Linked DNA regions of Mus musculus: region 2 is linked to region 1. A link is a contact called in public Hi-C data. All regions are on one chromosome and are shown on one strand. Each heading gives the region's core, a stretch centred on a gene start, on an enhancer-like site or on the middle of the called end of the contact. The rest is flanking DNA. Distances are from core to core; before and after follow the strand shown.

Evidence for each region. A called contact is a pair of places that touch in the nucleus more often than the background predicts.
Region 2: a contact with region 1 is called in a Hi-C map of uterus, with 7 times the contacts expected there. The contact joins two enhancer-like sites. A contact is called at or near these places in 1 of 39 promoter capture datasets (liver) and 3 of 484 Hi-C or Micro-C datasets (all in uterus).

The regions. Positions count from the first base shown.
Region 1 is chr2:75,145,619-75,152,915 of GRCm38.p6, reverse strand. The region is part of intron 2 of 2600014E21Rik (a long non-coding RNA gene); the gene reads right to left. Among named protein-coding and RNA genes, the nearest start is that of Gm13652, 11 kb to the right of the region's middle. Within about 2 kb of position 3,170, at least 12 of the 459 cell types and tissues checked have an H3K27ac peak or open chromatin away from gene starts, as enhancers often do. A contact at or near this core is called in uterus, where this site is marked.
Region 2 is chr2:75,488,419-75,495,715 of GRCm38.p6, reverse strand. The region is part of intron 2 of Gm50595; the gene reads left to right. Among named protein-coding and RNA genes, the nearest start is that of Gm39854, 17 kb to the left of the region's middle. Within about 2 kb of position 3,750, at least 13 of the 459 cell types and tissues checked have an H3K27ac peak or open chromatin away from gene starts, as enhancers often do. A contact at or near this core is called in uterus, where this site is marked.

The DNA of each region.
Region 1 (7,297 bases), core at 1,921-4,420:
GCCTTCACCTATCAAATGAAACATACCAATTAGCATTTTTAGCAGATGTGTACTACATCATTAAACTCGATTAGGAATCCCTTCGTGATCAACATCCATCTCTCTGTGTCTTGCTTGAAGGTTAATAATGTCTGACTGACACGGGGGAAGGGACTGTATTTATGCAGTGAAGACCTGGGTGTGACATCCAGAGAGAACACTTCTGCCTCAGTCCACTAGAGGGCGCTTTCCCAAGATGGGAGAAGGACCAGAAGCAGACCCTCAGTTCCTCGACCTAATGACTGCCATTCAGAGGTTGAGAGGAAGCAGCCTCAGCTTAGCTGGCTCTCTGTTCTCACCATCTGTGGTTTCTCTTTCTAGTGATACCTCTCTCCAAATGTCAGAAGTCAGTGATGGCTAGGTCACAGGATGGTAGCAAGAAAAATTGCCCTATTGGGCTGTCTAAAATAAACATCAGGTTTCAGTCTTCAAAATCGATGTTGAGTGAGATTAACTAGACCATAATTCCTGAGTTTGAGACGTCCGTGGATTCTGCAGCCTTGTGTGTATGGCAGAGTGAATGGCGCGTGTATGTTATGGGGAAAGTGCCTGCATTATATATAATGCATAAGGAAATGTACCTAGCCTTTAGCATACCAGATGTTTCTGCTTAGAAGCCTGAGTTATCTGGGAAATGTAGTAGGACATTTTGCAGTAAATACCCTACTTGATTGACTTGTTTTGAGGCCTCACCACTTAGGCTGATTTAGCTCATTTAGGAAGGAATATAAATTTTAGCAATGAAAGACAAAGCCTACACATTTCCTTTTTTCCTATGTTTTATATTTCATAAAAGGGGTGGGGAATGGGCCTGTTTAGGTGAGCTCTATGTTGGTGGTAAGGTGAAATGCAAGACATTTTCCCTATCTGTAATATTGTTCAGTGTAGCAAACCCTTTTTCTTGTTACAGTACAGTAAATGGGGTGTTTAATTTGGAATTCAATGTAGTCGTGAGTCAAGGTGCAGCAGTTTTATTACAGAAATACAATTTTATTGGAGGCTGAAGATTTAATCTACACCTTACGTAGAGAGCCATAAATGGCAAACCTATTTTACATTTTGCATAGCATCTGATATATGTAATTCCTGGACTAATTTTAGAGTTTGAGGCGGCGGAAGAGTCGCGATACTTAGATTTAAATTCCTCAACGCCTCAGCTACAGATGACATTTTCAAATGAACATTTTCCTGCTTCTTAGTCATGGGTCTGAAGCCACTTCTTCCCTGTGGTGACTAAGCTGTGTACCACATTCCTTTTGCAGCTCTCCGACTAGGTGAGCCACAAAGCCACCCTGAGACAACCTCGAATTGCAGCAAATGCATCCTTTGTTTAAATTTGTCTGGGAGGTCATTCAACTTGAAAGTAAGGTGCCTAGATGATGTGGGCACTTTGCTTCAGATTGTTCTTAATGTGTTGTGGTCATATTTTTATCTGTTCAGATATATGTATTGAGAATAAAATATTTGCAATGTAAATTTTGAAGGATTGAATAGGAAATAAATGTCAGATAGTATTAGCTGGAAAACTAGAACTACGTTTGAATCCAAGTTCCAAATTTGATGAATAATGCATTTTCTTACACACACACACACACACACACACACACACACACACACACACACACGACAGCCTTTCCATCTGTTTGTCTTTGAAGCAATATCCGGAAATCAACATTTCTTACCGCTTCTTCACCACCAGGTGGCGCCCTTTGTTTATGGACATCTGTCCATTCCCCCCACCCCCAAAAGATGCTTCCAGATAAATAGCTCCAGAGCTAAAATACTGTTGCAAACACAAAAATTTAACGTACTGAGATAAAAAAAAAAGCTAGAGCTTTTCAAGCATTGGTATAATAAACCTTGCTTCAAGACTCCTCTTGCTACTAGATTTAAGAGCATCACACATTTTCCTATTTACAATTCCATATCCAAATAGCTGTTGTGTGTGCCATAAACAGTGTCCCAGCAAGTCTGCTTTACACAGCGCTATCATTTTATACTTGTAGATGTTTGGCACCTGCACTCAAAAGGAAAAAAAAATCAAATTTCTGCTTTAGATTTTTTTTCCTGTCTTAAAAGCCTAAACCTCATAGAAAAGAAAATGTTTTTCCTTAGACAAAAGAGAGTGGTGGAGCAGCTGTCAGTAGGAGAGAGTCAGCTCTTCTTCCAGTCAAGTTCTTTTCTCTTCAATTGAAGATCTAGTTAGGGGCAGTCTGAGACCATCATGGCTTTGGTCCTGTTAAAACAGTTAATCTGAGCTAAATGCTATTGACGAAGGTACATTATCTCATAATGGTATTTTAAAGAAATTAATCAAAACATAAACAAAAGGCAATGATATATTGTTTTAAATCAGAACCTCAATTCGCTTGTGGAAAGGACTGTGGAATGAGTTTACCTGAGCTAGCTTCCAATGGCCAACCTTGCCCTGGAAAGGTTGCTTATTCACAATGAAATACTCTGTGCCACCTCTGCCTTGGGTCCGTTTCTTAAGGGCGATTATGAACCACGAGGCAGGAAGGTCTATTAATGACAGACTCATTTGGTATCGTCATAGAGCTCCATTTCTCACTGACGCGCCGTTTCCATTGCATTAAAAAAAATTTTTTTTTCCCTACAGGAATTTTGCTTTCCTTGTGCTCAACACCTTTGAATTTTGCTCACGCATCTGCTAAGCAGTGAGTAGAAGATCTGTGCGTGTGTGCTTTGTTTGAGCGCCCCCGTGGCCTGAGAAATTTGGCTCTCCTGCTGGTGTACAAACTGGTTCTGTAACGGGGAAGTTCAATGCATGAGCCCTTATACAACAGATGCAGCCTCACCATCTTCGGTCCGCTAGCACACAAGAAAATGGTGGCACAGGCAGTTAATGCACTGTGCCCACCAGATCTGCCCTGGAGAGGATTCTATTCTTCAATCTCAGAATCAGGCTGCTATTTTCAAAGGCTGCTAGGCAGTGGCGTAAACGGGTTTGTTTTGTTTAAATGTTCTGACCGACTGTGTTCCTGTTTGTGGGTGGGTGGGTGGGAGGGTGCGCGAAGCCCGAAGCCGAATCCGCTATGAATGTGTGAGGGAGTGATGGGTCGCTCCAGTCAAGAATAAACACTCCGGCTGAGAGTGAAAACAAACCTGACTCTGAAGCACACTTCCTGGAACTAAATGTTCACAGAGCCGGTGATGAATTTGACCTCAATGGCTTCATCCAATTCAGCATTCACTGCTTCCAAATTGGAGTTGAGAAACTGTAAACACTTGGCCGGGGTTGTTTGTTTTATTTTGTTGTTGTTGTTGTTGTTGTTCTGTTTTGTTTCCTAACATCCTCTAAAAAGCAAAAGCAAACCTTTGCTCAATTTTAACCTTGGAATCTCCTGCTCATTCATGCCTTCTTTCTTTCTTTCTTTCTTTCTTTCTTTCCTTTTTTTTTTTTTTTTTTTTTTTTTTTTTTTTTTTTTTTAGCTAGAAGGGAAGAAAGCAAAACCAACCTTCTCTTCATTTCTTCTTATTTATCAGAGCTTACAAATGCTGCCGTGGCTCTTTTTAAGTGTGGAAATTCTCATTTTTTTTTTTTCTGCAGCATTTCAGTCTCACACAGAATCCTTGGGGATATGGCAAGGAGCTAACCAACTGCACATGGGAAATGAGACTGGGTCTTGGCTGGAAAAGCTGCAGCCTTGGCTAATTTTCCACTGAGAGCAGAAGTCACGAGTGACTTTGTTGTTGTTGTTGTTGTTGTTGTTTCTAGCGTAATGACTTCAGCTTGTCACCGAGTGGTGGTAGGATCAAATTTAGACCTATGAACCTCCTAGAGCGTCCCACAAAATTTAATTTGACTTCTCTCCATAAACATTTTCACTGTTTTCAAGTGCGTCATAAACAGGTTAAAGTTTAAAGAAAAAAGCCCACATCCAGACAGAATTATAAAAGGCTACTGTCTACAGATGAGAAATAGCCCTGTTAGACCCACCAGCAGGTTACGTAATGTGTGCTGTAGACCACCAGGGGCTGATCTGAAAACACTAATACCTTTTTCACGGAACCATTAGCTAGAGTCAAACACAGTGTCAGCGTGAAAAGATAGAAGGTTGACCCAACTGCCTGTATTTGTGAGCCTTTGTTTTCCTTCTTGGCACTCAAAGCAGACATCAGCGTGTAATTTTATGATTTAAATATGTTACCTGATATACTGTTTTCTCATCTCTTTGAGCATAGATGCATTATTTTGTGATACTATCTAAAGCTGACTTGTCAGTGAACACTAAAGCTCTCAAGAGAGATGTGATTTAAAGCTAAGAAGAAGCAGTTAGCAGTCATTTGTTCTGTTCTTACATTTTGAGATCACATTAATGGATTTATTCTGAAATGTAAATCTTAAAAGCAGTATCTGCCTCCAATCTTGAAGCGTAGATCTGGAACTCACGGAGTGAGTGTGCCTAAGTTTCCGGCCTTGAGCGACCAGTCATCATATAAAACCTATTCTACATTGTAGCTATTTGCTAGGCCTCTATGTGGCCCAGTATTATTTGCCCTGTGGCTCTCAAACAAAGCCAGCCCAAACCATTCAGGACTGCAGCTGAGCAGTAAAGCCGTGTCAGCGGCCCCCAGTCAGACACCACAAGAAGGATCATGTGATTATGTAGTCCAAAAATTAAGTTTCGTGTTCTTAATTGGTGCCATATCCTGTCTAAGGTCCGCGGTGCCTAAATCAAAGGGACACAGGAACCTGCACGAGAGAAAAAAAAAATCAGCTCCTTTCATCCCCTGGCTCAAAGGTTCTTCCCCTCAGCACTAATTTTGGTTTGAACACTTTCAGGCAAAGACAACAGGAAACAGTAAACATGGCAACACCGTGAAAGTAATTTGTGAATGTATTCTTTCTCTTCGTGTTCAAAGGGTGAGCTCTACAGGCATCAGAGGAAACCGCTGTACCATTAAACTCGGGGCTGACGAAAACAGCCACCCCTCCAGCAGAAATGGGGACCCCCATCTTCATTTCATAAATCTTCCCCAAATATGCCAAAGCCAGGAACTGACTGTCTGTCACATCAATGGCCCAAAGCCTGGGTGCGTCAGCGCAGTGTGTTCAAAGGGGATCGAGAGTATCTATCTGGCAACAACTTTGGGAGCAGGGAGGCAATTATAACTGACATCCAGATGTCTGGCGGGGTGGATGCTACTACCCTGTAAGAGTGCCCATGGCCTGGAGACATTTACAACTGAGCAGTGAGTCCAAGACGTGACAGACAGATCGATGATGGTATCATCAGCGTGAACCAAAAAAGTTGCCTGGACTGATAAAGACTTCAGATGTCAGGATTTGCAACAAAGTTCCTTCTCTCCACCTCCTCCATCAGCCGCCCCGCCCCGCCTCCTCACCAGCAAGCTTGTTAGTGGTTGAGGGCCCAGCAGGAAATGTTTTGACACCCAGTGCCAAACATCAATCCATCTCTGGAACCTTAATACGCTTAAGTGTTTAGATTATGGAGGCAAGCGGGGTTCCAACAGAAACCCCCTTGCTGTGGAATATGGAGATGCTATCACTTGACTCTCTACTACCTGCACTGTTCTTCTTTCTTAATCAAAGAGTATCCTAAAAGAAGATATTAAGATTCAAATGTAAAGGAAATTTAATTATGATGAAAGCAACACTCAATATGAAGCTGTATTTCTTTATTTATGAACATTAGGAAATGGAAAGTGTTCTTGCTAAAACATGTGTATATATGTGACTGTATGAAAATATAAGTAAGTAAATGTATGCGAATGTATACAATGTATATAACTTCTTATCCTCTCTAGGCCCACATTCCTTCATTCCTTCATTTTTGCAGCTACCACATTTTCTTGAAATGCTTTTCCTTTGTATTTGACAAGTGTTTGTGATCTGTGAGTTCACAGAAATACCCAGCCAGCCTAGCCTACATATGCATTAGAAATCGGGAAGAAACTCAGCACATGTCTCCTCTGAAACCATTTGAAATTTTAATAAATTCAATTTATAGAATTAGATATTTGTCGAAATAAAACTAGATTTGATGTGTTTAGTCTGTTAGTGAGATTTCATAAGCTTTCTTAGTGCCTGTGAACTATTTCTCAGTTTCTACCAACACCTTTTCAAGTAACTAACATTTATGTTCTCTTAGGCATCTTCTTATAAATGAAGTTTTTAGAGTGGTGCTTAGTCTTAATATTTCAAATACATCTCCTTTTTGTGATATCCCTGTGTAGGGCCTTGTATCTAATAGTTCCAAACCCATTGGAGGTCTCAGATTTCTCTAGGAAATATCATAGCCAGCAGCCCTCTCAAAGTGGCTGCCGTGAACACAGGGTCCTTCCTGTGCAGCCGCTTGGACTCTCTGCTCCCTCCAGTTCCCTTCTCAGACATTGCTTCACAGGGACACATGTAACAAGTCTCCAAACAGAAGGCTCTGATGCCCTTTCCTGGAAACGACACTTTCAGAGAATATGCTGACCAGGAAGAAACAGCAGGGGCGAGAGACGTGGCCAAGGCACTGGAAACATCTTAACAAGCACTAATTAAATGTCCGTGCTTAAGAAATATGGCTTAAGAAAGCCAAATACAATAACTCCTTACAGATGGCTTTAGGGACTAACAAGACCAGAAGGAAGCAGCGCATTAAGAATAGTGTCCCCAAAGTCTCTTAGACCCATTAGTGTTTGGAGGTGGTGTTCACTACAGGAAGAGTGATTTGGCATTAGAATGCAAAGAGGGCTATGTGTGTGTGTGTGTGTGTGTATGCACGCGCGCGCACACACACACACGCACGCGCACGCGTGTGTTTCTCATTTCTCTCCAAAAGGATTTGTGCATCTGTTCTAGTGCACCACATTGTGAAACAACCAGGCAATTGAACACACACACACACATGCACACACACACACACACTTGCATACACACACACTATTAGAAGCTTCATATTCCACTTTTTTATAAGTACAGATTCATCATGAAAAATATTTCTGAACATCATAACAAAAGGCAGGAGTTAAATAGGGTCATATCACTGCCTCCTCCAACACAGAGTAGGATTTTTTTTTATCATTGTTCATTCATTTACTGAATGAATATTCCTTAAGTAGTTACCCTGTGCCAGGCCTGGACTAAGTTTTGGCAATTAAGTATCTAAGAAAACAAGTGTGATCAGTAGCCACCTTCCAGAGAGTACAGACTATAAACGGATATGAGGTGAAGAGATGGGTGAGTGGGTGGGTGAATAGATGGATGGATGGATGGATGGATGGA
Region 2 (7,297 bases), core at 2,501-5,000, 340 kb before region 1:
TTGGGGTTGGCAGCTAGATTGGCTTGCTATCCTGAGAATGCCTCTTACTTTAGAGAACAGAAGCAGGAAGGACAACAAGTGAAAGATACTGCCAGACAAGGAGCATCCCTCCCCCTGGAGGCGAGGCTATATGGTGGCAGAGCGGCCTGATTTGGGGAATTCAGCTAATGTTCTGACTAGATTACTGGCAGCTGTTAGGGAACCTGAGTAGGGCATACTGGTATTGATAGATGATCAGCCAGGACAACTTCAACTTTAGGACTATGCAAGGGAGATACGGGGAAGGAAGGAGAAGGCAGCTTTCCTTTCATAACTGTAAATACTGCAAGTGACGTTTAGTAAGATCATCATTTGAACTGTGTCTGTCCCAATGGTGGTTTTCCTTTCTGCTAGTCTTTCCCCTCCATCTCCTGTTAGTTTTACTCTTCTTCCTTTTGCTTCTCAGTCTCCTTAAAAAAACAAACCACCAACAAAAAACTGGTAAGTAGGTTTTGTTTGTTTGTTTGTTTTTTCCTATTTCTGTTTCTTACCAGTATAAAGTTATTGGGGAAAAACATACCAAGAGTTCAGTCTACCTGTTTGTTTGTTTGTTTGTTTGTTTAATGGGCATTGGTGTTTTGCCTGCATGTATGTCTGTGTGAGTCTATCTCCCTGGGACAGAAGTTATAGACAGTTGTGAGCCTCCATGTGCTGTGAGGAACTGAACCCAGGTCCTCTGGAAGAACAGCCAGTGCTCTTAACCCCTGAGCCACCTCCAGTCTCTCACGAGTTCGTTTAATCTGAGGTGTTTTACAGATCTGGATGCTGGTAGGAATGTGGGAGAATGCGTAGTGGGGCCGATGGTAAAATATAATGTTTGACAAATATCTGAAACCTGGAGGTTCAGAGGAGGGATTTGGTTACGTGATGACTGTTGTCAAGAAGAAACAATCCATGAGACAGCCCCCTCCCGACCCCAGCTTAAAACTGATCCTACTGCCCCGGTTTAGAACGATTCCTTCACAAATTGCACTTAAAAATAATTGGGAAAAAAAATTTAAAAAGCAAATCTAATTTTTCAATAAAAAAAATCAACTTTTAAAATTCCTCCCTGGTGGTCCACTATTATTAAATATTCTTCTGGATTTTTTTTTAATCTTGCTTTATTGGAAGGAGAAAAACAATTATCTGTAAACGTAATTTTTAATGCATGGTAATAAAAATAAATGGCACAGTTCTGCTACAGTTCACCTAAATCTTCTTCCCTGGTGGTCTCATGGTATTAAATAATCGGTACCACATGTATTCATCATTTGCTGACAGCAGAAGAACAACTTTGGCATTTTATTGTCTGAAGAAGCAGGCTCGATGTTGTTTAGGTTGCTGGGGGCTCCTTTGCTGATGGGTCTTCTCCTCCTCCTCCTCCTCCTCCTCCTCCTCCTCCTCCTTCTTCTTTTTTTTGTTGTTGTTAATTTACATGGCAATTAGTTTAAACCCAGAGTCAGGCACTCCTTCCAAGGTTGATTTGAGTTCCTCTTTGCAGGTTGCCCTGAGAATGATTTAGCTTTCTGCTTTGTTTTTCTGTAGTAATTGGGGCAAAGAGAATGTGTTATATATTGTTAACTCTCTGTTGGGTGGAAGACTTGCAACTGGGCAATGTAAGTTAAAAAAAATCATTACTGAATTAGGGTCTCTCTCCTTCTCCCCCTCCCTCCTCCTTCCTCTCCCTGTCACCTCTCCCCTCCCCCTCCCCCTTCCCCTTCTCTCTCTTTCCCTTAGCAGTGTAGAAGAGATAGTATGACAACCTCTTGCTTCCTTGGACCCATCCCCTGAATTGAGTACTCCATGGGTAAATAGAAAGCTGTGAGTGTAACTGTTGGCTCACATTTCCCCTTATGTGTAATGGAAACAACAAACGTTTTCCTTTGTGAAAACCTAAAAGCCTGTGTAAGCTTTTGAGAGGAGGTTGAAGTCAACGCTCCACACTGACTGCACTTCACAACAGCGATTCTCACGAGGAGCAGGAGGCTGCACTGATTGTCTGGGGCACACCGATATGACAGACACTGTCAACGCTGTAATTAAAACAACAACAACAACAAACCCACAAATAAACACGATCCTTCCAGATGGCTCTTGATGGGCCTTTTGAGAAAGTCAACAATAACTTCCGTTTCCGAAGACCTGGAAAGCTCTCTGCATTAGCTAATGTCAGGGCATGGCTTGCCTAGCCAGAGCAGAACAAGTTACCATTGCCAAGGACAAACATGGTGCCCCCTGTGCCCTCCTTATCCATGCCTTCTGTAATTGAGAGGGATAATTACAATGGCGCAGGCGCTGAGGTACATACGTGGCCAATGCTCATGAGTCTAACTAACTTGTGGTTTGTCTTGACTCAGTAGCAAAGTGGAGAGAGGCCCTGCAGAAAGGCATCTCCTGCTGCTGCTTTCCAAGGTAGCCCCTCGCCATAGCAGTAAACTCCCAGATTGCAAGTCCTTCAACTACCTCTTATTAGCTGGCTGACACTGGGCATCTGTATGATACCATCTGAAGCTATGTTTCTTTACTTAGAAGACAGGCGATAAAATCGAGTACCTGAGTGAGCTCTTAATGCCGTGGCTGGCACAGGCCAAGTGTTCACATGTACCAATTTTTCACTAAAGAGGACTTAGAAAATAAATGAAAAATAAACTTTGAGGGTAACTGATGTTCTTGAACATTAAAAAAATCACCTCCAGTTTGGCCCAGTCTTAAGTCATCCTTTAAAAATGAGAGTTAAAAAAAAGAATATATATATATTTTTTTTTTTCTTTGAGATATGGTCTTGTTATATAGCCCAGCCTGGGCTTGAGTTCATGATCTTTTTGTCTCAGCCCCTGAGTTCTGCGATTACTGGTAGGTGCACTCAGCCTGAGCTAGCCACTTTTAATACATGACTTTGTCTGTCTTTAATCAAGAGCACCCCCACCTGTGGCCGGTTTCCTTTAAAGTTCTTCAATTGCCTTCAGCGGTTTTATGTATTCACCCCTAAGCTGTGGAAAGAACAGAATGTGAACACTTCGCCTGGCCTCAAATGTTTAGACTTTGCTGTTCCAAACAGTCAATAAATAAGGAGTGCCTATCACATCATTAGGGGATTCAACTTTCATTCCATTGCTTCAAGAATTTGCAGAATTTAAGATGTGAAAAAAAAAAAAAACCAGGAAAACAGAAGAGAATCTTCCCTGTTGTGGGAACTGTAGGTCTCTCTTTTACAGAGCTTGAAGAACTTGAGCCATGGGCACTTTCTTCCATGAAGAATTTCTCCTGCACTGGAAGACTGAAACAAGAGTCCTGAGTCCCCGTAGGAATCTTCAGCTTGTAATTGGAAAAGTGTGCACTGGTGTGGAGCTGGGCCACTGCCAGGCTGTGTGTGACAGGAGCCAGTCTCTGCTGAGCTCCGAAGCATTTTGCAGTTTATGGCAAATCAGTGTCTCCACTGGAGTCCTTTTTAATAGGCTTATTTAGGTGGCATTGTGTGTGTGTGTGTGTGTGTGTGTGTGTGTGTGTGTGTGTGTGTGTGTTGGCTTAGGGAGAAAAGCTTTTTCTGAGAGCTTTGCAAAGCATCACTGCAGCCCTGGAGGGAACAGGTTTTGGTTTTGTGGTGTTTTGCTTTCAACTGAGAGTTGATGCTCTTTGGTTTCTCCTTTAAACAACCCCCCCCTCCCTCATTGCTTTGAGCAGTGTCCCTGGACTTGGGGGAACTCCCTCACAATGTAGCAATTACTGATTTATGTTCCAGTGATAAGAATGTGTTTTACTGTGGTCATAATATTTGTCCAACTTAACTACTATGTACTGTAAAGTATCATAAAAGCTTCTCAGATCAAACATTATGAGACAAAGGATCATGAACTGCCCCCAATCTATGCACTCCGACTCCTATGAGATCTGTGGGCATGCCACCATGAAGAGAGGACAGATAGAGAAGCCTGTGCCCTCCCACTCCAATTTAGGTCATCTGAACCTTCCCGATGCCTGCTTGTCATCAGCTGAGCCCCTGGGTTAAGGTTTAAAACCTGTTATTTCCCTGGCTTCACCTCATTGTAGCATCAATCTTCCTCCTTTGGAAATTAGGAATTTCACTTAGATTTGCTGTCAACATGTAAACCTGGCTTGGGTTCATGTCTATTCTATGATACTTTTCCCTATCTTATCTTCTATTTTGATCAGTTACTGTTAAGGATACCTTTTTAAGGCATTCCCCCCCCCCATTTTTTTAAAAATAGGGTCTCATGTAGCTTTGACTTGTCTGGAACTCACTGTGGAAACTAGGCTGACTTTGAACTCTGCCTGCCTCTGTCTCCATCCCCAGTGCTGGGATTAAAGGCATGTGCTACCACACCCCCAATCCAATGTATCTTGATTATTTCCACTCTTAACTCCTCCTTCCATTCTCCCCAGAGCTCCAAGCATGTCCTCTTCCTACCTTTATGTCCTTTCCATTCATTTTATAACCTACTGAGTCCAGTTAGGATTACCCCTGGGTGCACGAGTGAGGTCATTCTCAGGAGCATGGGCAACCTGTCAGCAGCCACACCTTAGTGTGGCTTGTCAACTGCTAATAGCTCCTGTGTTGGGGCAAGGTTTCTCTAGCCCTTCTTCCATGTCTGCTGGGGTGTGGAGTGATTTGATCTTGCTCAGGTAACCAGAGTTGCTGGGAGTTGATGACAGTTATCCTGCAGTCCAGCAGACAGCATCTCACAGGACCCTCCCACTCTCTGGCTTTCACATTCTTTTTGCTCTCTCTTCCCTGTTGTTCTCTGAACCCTGGAGAGATTGATATGATTGATCGACTTAAGGGTGAGTGCTCGATAGTCACTTATTCTCAGTCTCTGTATTGACTGATGTCCACTGCATCTCTGACCCAGGTTGAGAGAAACACTAATATATGGCTATAGACACAAATATCTAGAAATCAATTTGACAGCATGCCCAATTAGAAAAAAAAAAAGCTGGCAGGTTTTCTCTTAAGGTCTATGAACTCCCAAACCATGGGCTTTTGACAAGTTTATAGATACCAGGAATGAATTCTCTCCTATGAGACAGGGTCCAAAGCCAAGCTGAAGTGGTTGGTTACTCCTCTAATACTCACGCCACTACTACACCAGTGGGCACATCTTATCTGGCAGGTTGGTATTGTGCTATGCAGGGTCCACTGATGGGTGAGTCCATTGATGACTTTCTCCCTCAATATCTATAGAGCACCTTCCAGTGCTGTGGAAGTTAACTAGAGGGGAGGAATTTTCCTAGTCCATTCCAGCTTGATTTTTCTGTCCTGCAACCAAAGAGGCCACCTTTTCTAAGTAATTTCTCAGCTCCCCACGTCCACCTACCACGGAGCCAAGGAGATACAAAGCAGGGCAAATTCTCTGCTGCAAGGTTCAGAGGCTGAGTTCTCTGCATCCTCCATTGTTCTACTTCTGGAAGAGCTTGCGACCATTCTTGTTTTGTGGTTTCCACAGCTGGCAGAAAGAACTCCTACATCCTCAGCAACTCTGCTCCTGCTTGTGTCTAGGTCACCCGCTATGGGTTCCCCACCACAGTACCTTCCATGCCTAAGGAGCCAGATTGTGAGGGGGGCCACAGGATGGGGTAACAGAGCCAGCTCATCAGGATTGCACACCCAGCCCTCAGTCTGATAAGCAGCCACCGGCATAAACAAGGCATGAGTCTTATATCCTTTCTTATATCTTTATGTAATCACATCGTCTGCAGAGCCTTGTACGAGTTCTCAGTTTCCTCTTCTGCTAGGGACCACACTGAGCAAATCAACCTGTGCACCGGGGACTCTGCTGAGGAAATCTGAGAGTGATGGACAGCATAGAAGTGACTTCAGTGTTCCTGTGAAAGCTGTCACTTTCTCTGCAGAGTGCTGTGACCCGTGTGGTAAGCAGTGGAGGTTAATGTCACCTTTCATGCCTGTGTGGAGGAGAAGCAAGGACGCACGTGAAGACGGCACATGGTCAGAGACAAGATGGCTTCTGGGTAATCTCCTATATTCATGCTCTGAGAATATGCGGGCTTTTATAGGAAAAATGAAAACAGTTTATAAATGCAACCCTTTTGGATGTTAAATGCAGTTTTATTAACTCCTAATGACTCATAGTTCAACACAGAATCACTGAACCTCTAATAGCTTAGTCTGTAGTTATTAGGCTAAATAGTTGTGGTGGTATCACAGAAAGGTACAGGGGAACTGACCGAGGCAGGGAGGAACCATAGTTAACAAGTGGACTCCAAAGACCTGCTGTGTGGCTTTGGGAAAGTCACTTTGCTTCTCTGTGCCTAAATTTTCTCACCTGTAAAATGGGGGAATAGTAAGTATATTTATCTCCAAGAGTTAGTATGAGGAATTGATGTGTAAACTCACGTAAGGTGCTTGTATTGGTGCCGACACTTCTGTTTACTGAGTGCTTCTTATGACATTTTGGCCTCTTACCTTAAAAACATTACTTCTTTCTTTTCTTGAGATTGTAATATTTCCTTTTCCTTCCTCCAACCCTTCCATATACCATGCCCTACTCCCTTTCATATTCATGGCCTTCCCACCTCCCATTCATTGCTGTTACATGCACATATATGTACGTACATGTATTTTCCTAAATATAATCTACTCAATCTACATAATGTAACTTGTATGCATATATTTTCAAGGCTGACCATTGCATATTGATAAACAATTGGTGTGGTTTCCTCTGGGTGTCTTAGTAACTGTTCTATTGCTATGAGGAGACACCACTACCAGGGCAACTTATAAAATAAGGTATTTAACTGGGGGGGCGGCGGCTTGGGGACTCCCAGTTTCAGAGGGTTAGTAGATTCTCATATTGACAGGGAGTATGGTATCAGACTTGTGAACATGGTGCTGTAGCTGTAGCTGAGGGCTCACATATGACTTGTAAGTTTTAGGCGAGAGGGAGGAGAGGGAGAGGGAAAGGGGGAGGGGAAGGGGGACGGGAAGAGGAGAGAGGCTGGGCTTAGTGTGGGCTTTTATAACCTTAAAGCTCACTCCTAGTGACATAACTCTTGAACAAGGCCACACCTCCTAATTCTTCCAAAATAATTCCACTAACTAGGGATTAAGCATTCAAGCATATGAGTCTATGGGGACTGTTCTCATTCAAACCATCACACTGGGCAAGACTACTCCCTCTCCCACCTCTTCTTAGCCTCCCTTAGTTGCCTGTACTTCTTTGTGTAGGGCTGAGTCTTCTGGGCTTTCCCTGTCTAGTCTGCCATGCCTCCTGCTGTTGCCCTGGTTCAGATCACACGTTGG